Regions from separate parts of the Mus musculus genome. Here region 1 is linked to region 2. The links are chromatin contacts, called in public Hi-C maps. All regions are on one chromosome and are shown on one strand. The core of a region is the stretch at or near the end of the contact, and the rest is flanking DNA. Distances in the headings are between cores, read along the strand shown. Region 1 holds the start of Nkrf (NF-kappaB repressing factor). Region 2 has its middle 45 kb from the start of Pgrmc1.

Region 1 (5,507 bases), core at 711-3,210, 350 kb after region 2:
AGCCATTATCTCTAAAAGTAGAAATTATGTTAACTTAGAGAAGATAGAAAAATATAAAATTCTGTGATAGGGCAAAGCGAAGTTTCACACTGGCTGCCATGTTCAACAATTAAGGTAGGAGTACACAATTTCTTCTGCATTGTTTACAGTCATTCCTAGAACTGATCTGGCTGAACCAAATCTGATCATCTTCCAGAATTTCTCATTCTTCCTAATAAAAACAAACTGACTGCTAGACAGGAATATAAAGAATCTTTCCAGTCTACTGAAGTAATTAGTCTAGGATAAAGCCAAATTTGAGGTTCTGAAGGACAGCGGATCCAAACATCCTGTTTCAAAAAAAAAAAAAAAAAAACCTGCGTTGGAACCATACTGCAGTCTCCATAGAACGCAAAGTGCTTTCCAAGAGGCCTGTTCAGAAGCCACCAGGTTCTAGGAAAGGAGGAAACACAGAGAGAGAGAGACATACAGCCCTAAAACCTCACACAGAGGCCAAATGTTAATTCCTCCTATCCCATTTAAGGTGAAAAGATGGCAATCCATCTTTCCAGCAGATAGATCCATTTCTTTGTTTGAGTACATTATGCGCAAATCTACAAGCAAGTCTGACACTGCGGCTCAAAGACCCGACACATACCGCCTCCCCAGGAGAAGATGATAAGACCTGGCTGGGGGGCTGCAAGGAGAGGGGGTTGCTTTATTTCATGGAGGTAGAAGAAGAGAGTGGTCTGGAGACTAGGATTAGAACTGCGGAGTTCCTTGTCTTCCCCTCGGAAGCTCCATCAAATAGCCTCTGCAGATGTCGCATCCTTGGAAGCCCCTATGCGGGTCTGAGGTTCTGCTCTTTATCACCAATCGCAACGACTACCTCTCAATGACCCTCTTCCAGGATCTACTTTATCTCCATCTCTGGTCCTGGAGGGGCATCTCTGTGCCCTCATGGGCTGTCATGTCATCGCCTGCAACCGCGATCGCCCACCCCACCCCGCAACGACTAGTGAAGCGTCTCCATGTCCTCTAGCAAAATTTCAAATCTTAAGCCTCCAAGCCATAATCCGCATCCTGCCCCGGTTCCCATCTGGACCACCTTTACTGACTCTCTCCTTGCCTTGGTCTGTCCATAACCCAAACTCCACCATCCGTCATCTGTTCTTCACCTCCATCACTCAGCCGACCCGCATCACCCATCTCCCACCCTGTCCCTAACTCAACCTCCCAACACCATCCTCACCTGCAGCCCAGGAAAACGTGGTTTGTCCAGGCGGCGGAGAGCGCGAGGAGCTGGTCCAGGGCAGCCCCGGGATAGCTGTGCAGGTGCCGGCAGATGAAGCTCCGCCGCAGAGCCCACTGCCAGTCACTTTCGTGGCTATAGCGCCACTGCTCCAGCACTGGCTCAGGCGGGGGCGGCGGGAGGGGCGGCAGCGGCGGCGGCGGGAGGGGGGGCAGCGGCGGCGGCGACAGGAAGTCGCCCCCCAGCAACAGACGTCCTCCAGCCATCTTCTCTGCTTCAGAGTGGGGACGGCCCCCGGGGACGATGCCTACCAACTGGCCGGGGGCAAGCGAGGCGGCTGGGGTTGGGGGGGGGCAACCTGTGTGTGAGGGACGCTCAGGGCTGAGACTGGGGGGGCTGGGGGTATGTGCCTGGGGGGGGCGGGGGCTACGCTTACAGAGAAACGGGGATGGGGGGTCAATGGTCGTTGTCGCCACGCCAGCCGCACGGCTCCAACTAATGTGGGGACGTGAGGGCTTCCTTATATATGGGGCACACTAGGCAGCGGACTTGGGCCCTGCCACACAGCACCTCTGCGGACCCTGGGACCCACACACTGAGAGAGTAGCGGCAAGAATAAAAAAAAAAAATAAAAAGAAGAAGAAAAGAAGGAGGAGAAGCACCAGCACGCTGCGCTCCCCGGCTCGGGTCTCTCACCCTACCTCCCCGCGTGCCACCCTGAGGTTGTGAGGCCACAGCGCATGAGCCGCAACCGGTCTCCAACTTCAAAGTCCCGCGCGAAATCTCGCGCGATGGGCATTTTTCCCTTCCTCTGACGTCACTCTTCATTGACGCACTCTGCTGACTGGCAGAAGGGCGGAGACTCCTGGTAGGGGACTCTCGGGGCTTCAGTGGGGTTCTAGAATTTGATGATTCCGTTAAGTCCCTGGAAGGTGCCCTCAGGTGATTAGTTGGCTGTGATGCCTGGCATTATGCTCTAGCTGTGTCCTTGGAAAGGGGTTTGGGTTTCAAGGGGATGTGGCATGTTTTTTTTCTGTTAGCTCTGAGATGCCTCTTCAGAGAATAGCTTGAAAAAAAAAAACAATGCGTCTTTCAGCATCAGCTTTGGAGTTGCTTGTGAAAGTGTGGTTGAAAAGGCGACATTTGCAAAGAAAATAACAGCAACACTTCTCTAGCTGACCCTCTTACATTTTTCTGATCATGGTTACAGACAATTCTGTATTGTCTGTCGAGTCAAAACACACACACACACACACACACACACACACACACACGGCACATGGTTTTGTTTTTCAACTGCAGCCCAGGCTACCTTCCAACTCACAGTACAACTAAGAGTGATCGTGAACGTCTGTCTTACTGCCTGAACCTTCCAAGTGTTGAGATTACAAAGCGTATCATCATGTATTTTTATTTCAGTTTACTAAAGACCCAAAAGACTAGTTAATAGCCGCTGGGCAGAATAATGGACAAATCATTATACAGATGGCAACCATGGTAATGAGAATGAACCCCGCATAGATTTAACACTTACACTAGCAGTATTACCCTCAACTTTAACGAAAAAGGGAGGCTAGCTTCGAACTTAGCCTGGCCTCTTGGATACTTGGAATACAGATTCTGATCTATGCTCAACTTGCGGATTGACAAGAATAACAAATGTAGCTTCTAATTTGTGTTTATGTGTGTCTGTGGGAGTAAGGGAGGACAGATGCTAGGAAAACAGGAAGGGATGCATGAGAGGGAGAGAATTACTTCACTGGAAAAATTGCCCTACAATTAAATCTCAATAACAGTATCTATGCTTTATTAAAAATACCAAAACTCATTATTGAATGGGTCCACACCTAATTATTACGAAAAGCTGTAAATTCTTAATTATGTTTTCTTGAGAACTGCTGTTCAAATTTCCTTCTAGGTGTATATCCACTGCTGATTAATGTTGTAGCGTATATTATATTCTGGTTTTGCACATTTCTACACATGTAACTATTTCCACTCAATGGTGTCATTTTAATTTAGGTCTTGACATCTTTCACAAGTTAGCACTGCGTCTTTTAAATCTTCTAATAAAAAATTGAGAAAGAAAAACGTTAAAACAACTGACTCTTATTCCCTTGATAAAATAACCACTCTATGAAAACAGGGGGTTCCTTTTTTTGCTCTTAATGCCTGCACTGGCTTTCATGGGCATGCCATAGGCTAGTCAGATTTATGGATGTCTTTCTCTTTGCACCATCCTAGTTTCTTAGAGTCTACATCATAAGGTGATTGTGTTTTAATAATTTGATCCATTTCAGGCTTCTATGGCTATGTCCCTTTCAAAATGCAGTTGCTGAAATTTAATGGCCAATGTGATAGCATTAGGAGGTAGGGTCTTAGTGCTGAAGAGATGGGTCAGTGGTTAAGAACACTTGTTCCTCTTACAGAGGAGGAGTTGTGTTCCTAACACCTACACGGTGCTTTACAACCATTCTTCTGACCTCTGTGGGTACTAGGTATGCATGTGTTGTACATACATACATGGAGGCAAAATACTAATGCTCACAAAATAAATCTTAAAAAGAGGGGAGTCTTAAGCTAGGTGTAGGGACACAAGTATAATCTCTGCATTTGGGAGCTAGTTGCTGCTACAAACTGACTGTAAATCCAGCCTGGGCTATGTGAGACCCCATCTTAAAAAATGAAAACACACACACACACACACACACACACACACACACACACACACACCAAGAACAGAAAAGGACATAGGATCTTTAAGAGTTAATTAGGCTACTCTCTCCTGACAGATTAAGATCTTTATAAAAACATATTTCACACAGCATTTCCCCCATATGAGGATACAATATTGCTCTCTTCTGGTAGATACAGCAACAAGAAACTATCTTGGGAGCAGAGAACATTCCTCCCCAGACAACCACTTCTACTAAAGTCTTGATCTTAGACTTCCCAGCCTCTAGAACTCTTAAGAAATAAATTTCAGTTCTCGAGCTATTCAGCCTCATTTATAGCAGCCCCAAAACCTATCATCACATGTTCTATGCTACCAACCCTCATCAAAGTCAATATTGCAGTTCGAAGACATCTTTCTTTAACTCTGAGAAAAAAGGAAAACTCCTTGCTCTTCACTCAGAACAAATCTTGATCAGATCTGCATTTAAGTTTAAGGCTCCCATATTAGCATTAATTCAGAAAAGCACTAATTCTGAAACCACATTATTCCTGTGGGCCAGTTACAGTTGTTTGCAACATCCATATTTACCATTTTTCCTCTTGCTATAAACTTAAAATATGCTTTGTTTTGAGAGATGATTATATTGCACACAATTATTCTTACTCAGGGAATTATGATTATACTGGGCAGAGTTTCCTATAGATTCCTGAATAACAGATATGCGATCCATTTCCTAAGTTGGCTTATATAGAAGGTTCATACAACCTTGAACCTGTAGAACATTGTGGCCTTAGCTTGGATGTTTAAGTCAGTGTGTGTCCCACAAATTTATTACTGAATTTCTGAATAAGCTTGAGTAGACATCTATCTTTCTTATGTGTTATTTTCAAAATATAAAATTGTTATAGCATCTTAGCACCTGTGATGATTAATTTTGCTTCTCCAACTATAATCATACAAGTAGCATTATATAGACTGAGCAGATTGTGTTTGTATATTTAGGAGAGAGAGAAAGAGAGAGGGAGAGAGAGAGAAAGAGAAGGGGAGGAAGAGGGAGAGGGAGAGAGAGAAAGGGGGTTCATAGCAGAGCATGCAAGGGAAAGTAGGAAATGATGTGATTATGTTTTAGTTTCAAAAATAATAAAAAAAATTGCCTAGGGCATTAAAACGACACAACTTTGAGTGTATTTGTAGGGATGTTTCCAGAGAGCAGTAGCCGGGGGAAAGGTAGGGGTCAGGAACAAGCAAGCAAACAAATTCTTAAAATCTGACTTTTGAAATACAACATGAGAAGCAGTGAAAGTGATCTAAGAGGCCATCTAGTGGGCTGTGGATGTAGCTCAGTGGTGGGGTGCCTGCCTAGCATGTACGAGGTCCTGGATTAAGCCCCCTGTATTCCCGGATATCCAAGAAAAGGAGTTTGTTTTTCCTGGAACAACCATAATGTTGTTATGTTTATGGTTCCCTTGATAGATTGTAAACCGTATCATCTCTAGATAAGAAAACAGAAGAACATTTTGTATGCTCTATAACCTCTCTCCAGGAGTCCATTTAATAAAATCCTACAGCCAACCTGTTTTAACCCATTCCCTTTTCACA
Region 2 (5,461 bases), core at 1,164-3,663:
TTATCTTTTTATAAACATATCACCTAGGAGCATTCATGGCTTGCCTTTCTCTCTTTCTTTCATTCTTTATATATTTACTTATTTTTATTTATTATTTAATCCATCTGGTGCCAAAACCCAGGATCAGTCATGCCCTTTCTTTTTTAATTTCTTTTTTTTTTTTCATTCAATGATTGCTCCTGCATATGGTGGAACAGAAGGTTTATTGTAGGTAAAAGGGCAGAGACATCTGGAAGAGTCCAGAGTGGACATGGACCCTGAACCATGTGAGGAGAGCAGAAGGGGACCGGGGAGCGGCAGGAGAGTAAAGGGTAGACTAAAGACCTAGGTAACCAAAATGGTTGCATTTTATATGGAAGGGCAGCCGGGAAAATGCAGTCCAGCTCCTGAACTGGAGAAGTTTAGGGTAGCCGGTGGGACACAGAAGCCAGGAGTGCCCTGGAACAAGTAGGGACTGAAGGATGCTGGGAGAACCTGGAACCAGGTCTGCTTTGATATATTAAATAGGCACCTCCAGTTAGTCCTCACAACAAAACATTACTCAGAAACATCTTGTGAGGCCTGGTAGGGGAAAAAGGATTTCTCACCTTGACTAATGAATATCCTCTCTCTTTTTAATTTTTAATTTTTATTTTTATGTAGCTGCCATGTGAGTGTGTGCTGGGAATTGAACTCAGGACCTCTGGAAGAGGAGCTAGAGTTCTTAACTGCTGAGCCATCTCTCTAGCCCTTATCTCTCCTTTTCTATCCCTTGCTCCTCACCATACCAGCAAAGCATGCAGCTAGACAGATGAGACCTGCCCAGGGCTCACAAAATAAATAAGCTCACGACCCAGTTGGGACCAGGCATTTCCCACATCAAATAGTGCCCAAAGAAGGAAGCTACGACATGCAGAATGTAGCCTTCTTCTATTCTGACCCGGAGCCTTTTTCCATAGCAAGGCCTCTCAAGTTCCTTCCACAGGAAAATGAAAGAGCTTAAGAGTCGAAAAACGGGTCCCTAGCACCTCCTAAAAGCTTTCCCCTTTCTGAGGCCTCTCACCAGCAGGCAAGAGGCTTTGACTGGGGAAGAAGGAAAGCAGCTGCAGAGAGGGCCTTGGACAGGCAGCTGTTTCACTCCCTCCCCTAATCCCTTATTCCCCAAATGAGGGAGCTGTTGCCAGAATAAAAAAAATAAAAAAAAAAAGGCTTGGCAGATTTGATGTGCTGCTTGAGACCGCTTCCTGCCCTCTCAACTCTGAAGGCTCAGCAACCTATTTAAAGACAGAGAAACCAGTTTGGGTTTGGGTATCTCCCTGGGCAAGCAATGCCTCTCAGGGGAAACTTCTCCCTCTCCGAAGCCTTCTCGGGCCTTGCTTCAAGGCTGTTTTTAGAGTAGCAGCAAGGAACAAGGAGGGAAATTAGTTGTTCTTGTGTATCCTGAAGGCTCAGAATGTCCTTGAACATTCCCCACAACCCGCCCCACCTCCACCCCCCTGAGACGGAAGAAAGCCAAATTCGGGTCTCCCTAGAAGGCAGCCCTCTGTGCCCCACTCCTAGCCCTGCTGGCTCACATGTCTCTCTTCTGCTGCCCCCACCAGAGCTCTGAGTTAAAATTGGAATGTGGAAATGAAAAGTGCGCTTGGAAGAGGAACACTAAAAGCCATTTGCTTGGATGTATTCATCATTTGCTGGATGCCAACTTGGAAAACAGAGCAGAGCTCTGAGGCCATGCCATGAAGGTTTGGATAGGGGTGGGACGATTGCATGAAGGCGCTTAAACACCCTGCCCTTAAAGTCAGGAAGTCACTGGGCTAGCCCTGAATAAATGAATGCCCTTTCTGTATTTAGCCCCAGGTTCCAGGGACCACAAATCCTCTTTGGTTTTGGTTTTGTTTTTTCCCTAGAGTGAGTGGATAGAGAGCTCCCAGGGAGGGCATGAGGCAAAACTGTTTGTTCAGGCAGGGGTGGGGAGGTGGTGGGGAGTGGGGGGATACATGGGGGTGCTGTTTCCAGTCAACGTATCGGATCTCTATGATCATATCACGCTTCACTCATTAGTCATTCCTTCACTAATAAGATTTATTTGCTGGCTCTCTTGTGCTGGACACTGGAGATACAGTAGTGCTGTTCTGGCTAGCAAAGAAGAAGAAGAAAAAAACCAAAGGGAAGGGGCAGGGGTCCTCCTTGTGGAAGAGGTTTAAGAAAGGTCTCTCATTCCCAAGATGTCACACTGTAAGACTTACTGCTCAAGAATCTACAGATGCTTTCCAGTACTGCTGCCAAACCGAAAGTCGGAACAGTGGCCTGGAAAAACTGCCAACATTTAGCAGACATACAAGACTCAAAAAACGGGTCCCTAGCACCTCCTAAAAGCTTTTCCCTTTCTGAGGCCTCTCACCAGCAGGCAAGGGGGTTTGACTGGAGAAGGAGGAAAGGGCCTGCAGAGAGGCCTCTTGGACAGGCAGCTGTTTCAGTGGAGGTCCCTAATCCCTATTCCCTAGCCCTCCATAAACTCCTCCCTGCCTTAAAGGCACAGTACTTTAGGACTACTCCGCTCGACTTTTTTTTTTTTTTTTTTTCTGAGCAATTACAAAACATAGACTGTTTTAGGCGGGGCTAGAGATTCAAGAGTGAACTCCACAGCCACAGCCACAGCCTCTTAGGGAGCTCACACTCTAGTCAATTAATGAGAAGACAATTAATCAATCGCATGAACAATTAATTAATTACAATTATAATAATCAATTTGAAACAACCCCTCCCCCAAAAAAGAAAGAGACCAAGTTATACATAAGATGACATTTATAAAACTCAGGATTTAAGACAAGTGGTGTTTAGCGTGGTGGTGCTTCCACAGAGAGTACAGGGCCTGAGTTCAGTCCCCAGCATCAGGGGGAGAAAGAGGAAACGATATTACAGAACCATCAAACAAAGAAACTAAAACTGATGCTTAAAGAGTGAGCAGGATGTGTCATGGAGAGATGGCTCAGCAGATAAGAGCACTAAGTGCTCTTCCAGAGGTCCTGAGTTCAATTCCCAGCAACCACATGATGGCTCACAACCACCTATAATGGGATACAATGCGCTCTTCTAGTGTATCTGAAGACAATGACAGCATTACTCATATAAAATAAATAAATAAATAAATAAATAAATAAATAAATAAATCTTTAAAAACAACAACAACAAAAAAGAGTGAGCAGGATATGGCCTGTTAACATGGAAGGAGAGATTGTCGTGCAAAGAAAGAACCTGTAGATAGTCATAGGCCAGACAGTACCTCCTCTTTTTTTAAATTATATTTTTTATGTCTTCAGTATTGTTCACTTATTTACTAACAATTGCATGTGTGTACACAATATATTTGGATAATATACACTCCGAACTTTTAGAAATTTCATTTATTTCTTTAGTTTCCCTGAGGAGATATTAGTTCTTGCCTGCTGGAATGTTGACTGGCATCACTGGGTTGATCTTGTATGCATACCAGTGTCTTATGTAAGGAGTTGGTGTGTGCCACAGGCGTGTCATATCCAGAAGACAGAATTTCACAGCAAGCCTCTGCATCCTCTAGCACTGTGCTGGTTGGTTAGATCTTTTTGTCAACCTGACTCAAGCTAGAGTTGTCTGGGAAGAAAGAAGTTCAACTGAAAAAAATATCTATACTAGATTTGGCCTCCGGGAAAATCTGTGGGGGGCATTTTCTTAATTAGTGATTGATGGACAAGGGTTCATCACATTGTGGGTGGTGCCATCCCTGGGCTGGTGGTCCTGGGTTCTATAAGGGAGCAGGCTGAGCAAGCCATGTTGAGCAAGCAAGCCAGTAAGTAGCATCCCTCCATGGCGTCTGCATCAGCTCCTGCCTTGGTGTTCCTTGTTGTATAACCAAATATAGCCTCTTCTCCCCAAGTTGCTTTTGGTTCTGGTCTTTATGACAGCAATAGAAAATAAATTAAGTCAAGCTTTTACCTTCTTTCCACTTTTAGTTAGCATATGTTAATTGTACAAAATAAAGCATCTCATGGCATCTCTATACACGGGTGTAATGTATTTTGATGATATCCTCCACCTCTTGTAGTCATTCTTACCCTCTCCCCTCTCCCTCTTGTATATCCCTGGCAAGCCCCTTTTACCTCCAGGTTCTTTTTAGCCCTAGTTTCTACATATAAGAAAAAGCATAGAGCATCTTAGTATGGACCTGACTTCTTTTATTTCACAGGATGACCTCCAGTTCCATCCATTTTCATGCAGATGTTGTGATTTCATTCTTTATACCTGAATGAAATGGTTGATTACTGATTCCATAACTTGGCTGTTGTGAATAGTGTACTGATAAACATGAGAAAGCAGGATCTCTCTATAGTAAGCTGACTTCAATTCTTGGGGGACATATACCCAGATTGGTATGCCTAGGTCATATGAAAGTTCTATTTTTGATGGGGGAGGGGACCTCTAGGACAGAAAATCAACATACAAAAAAAAGTAGCTGTTTTATACATCAGCGGTTAACTCATTGAAAAATAAGGCAGGAAAACAACTTCACTCATAATAGGCTTAAACATAGCCAAGAAATGCTGAAGAGATCTGTTGGGAACAAAAAGGGGGGCCCTGAGGAAGAGGGGGAAGGGAAAAGCCCACACCCTGCCAGAGTTCCACCTATGCTCTGGTCTGTCAGGTGTGGGAGGGCTGCTATCTACCTTCCACTCATCCCCGGGTGAGCATCTAAGACTCTGACCCACTCTTGGGAGGGGGGGGGGGTAAGGGGCAGCCCTACCTGGAAACCCCTGAGCTACTTTGCTAAAGCCACCAGGGTTATGGGAGAGAAGGATGAGGGAAGAGGTTCCCAACACTGACCAGAGTGAGCACAGCCTTGATGAGCAGAGACTCTCTATGGTTTTAGAGCTTTATTATAGAAAGGCAGGGAGAAAGAGAGAAGGGAGAGAGAGAGAGGGAGAGAGAGAGAGAGAGAGAGAGAGAGAGAGAGAGAGAGAGAGAAGAGGAGAGGAGAGGAGAGGAGAGGAGAGGAGAGGAGAGGAGAGGAGAGGAGAGGAGAGGAGAGGAGAGGAGAGGAGAGGAGAGGAGAGGAGAGGAGAGGAGAGGAGAGGAGAGGAGAGGAGAGGACAAAGAGAGAGGAGAGAGGGGGTGAGAGTGAGACAAGTAAGAGAGCTAGGAGGGGCTGAACAGCCCTTTTTATGGTCTTTACTGTTGCTAGGTAACTGGGGAGGAGTTTAGCATGAAGGTCAGAAGCTTGGGCCATTGCTTACATGACTACTGACCATGCTTCTCTTGTGGGGGCTGTGGGAGGTGGTACCTTATGCAGGGGCCAGAGTTCCAGGAGCATGAGGGAACGCCTACTGTGTCATGTAGGTGAATTATCACCATTTCCGGGCTTCAGACCTCAGCTCAACTGGAGACCAGCCTGCAATTCCCCACAGAGATCTACAATAAAATCACAAAGCCTTGAAGAAAAATGCAGTGG

What was found. A called contact is a pair of places that touch in the nucleus more often than the background predicts.
Region 1: a Hi-C map of myocytes shows a contact between it and region 2, with 3 times the contacts expected there. The contact joins the promoter of Nkrf here to the enhancer-like site in region 2. A contact is called at or near these places in 8 of 39 promoter capture datasets (3T3-L1-derived adipocytes, the C10 cell line, HPC-7-derived erythroid cells and 4 more), 1 of 484 Hi-C or Micro-C datasets (myocytes), 1 of 115 datasets of contacts at active chromatin or transcription factors (large pre-B cells) and 1 of 9 other capture datasets (embryonic stem cells).

The regions. Positions count from the first base shown.
Region 1 is chrX:36,901,505-36,907,011 of GRCm38.p6, forward strand. Nkrf (NF-kappaB repressing factor) reads right to left here and starts at 1,961. Exons shown (of 3, transcript NM_029891.3): 1 at 1,232-1,961. The coding sequence starts at 1,497.
Region 2 is chrX:36,550,023-36,555,483 of GRCm38.p6, forward strand. No RefSeq gene overlaps it. Among named protein-coding and RNA genes, the nearest start is that of Pgrmc1, 45 kb to the right of the region's middle. Within about 2 kb of position 2,414, at least 113 of the 459 cell types and tissues checked have an H3K27ac peak or open chromatin away from gene starts, as enhancers often do. A contact at or near this core is called in myocytes, where this site is marked.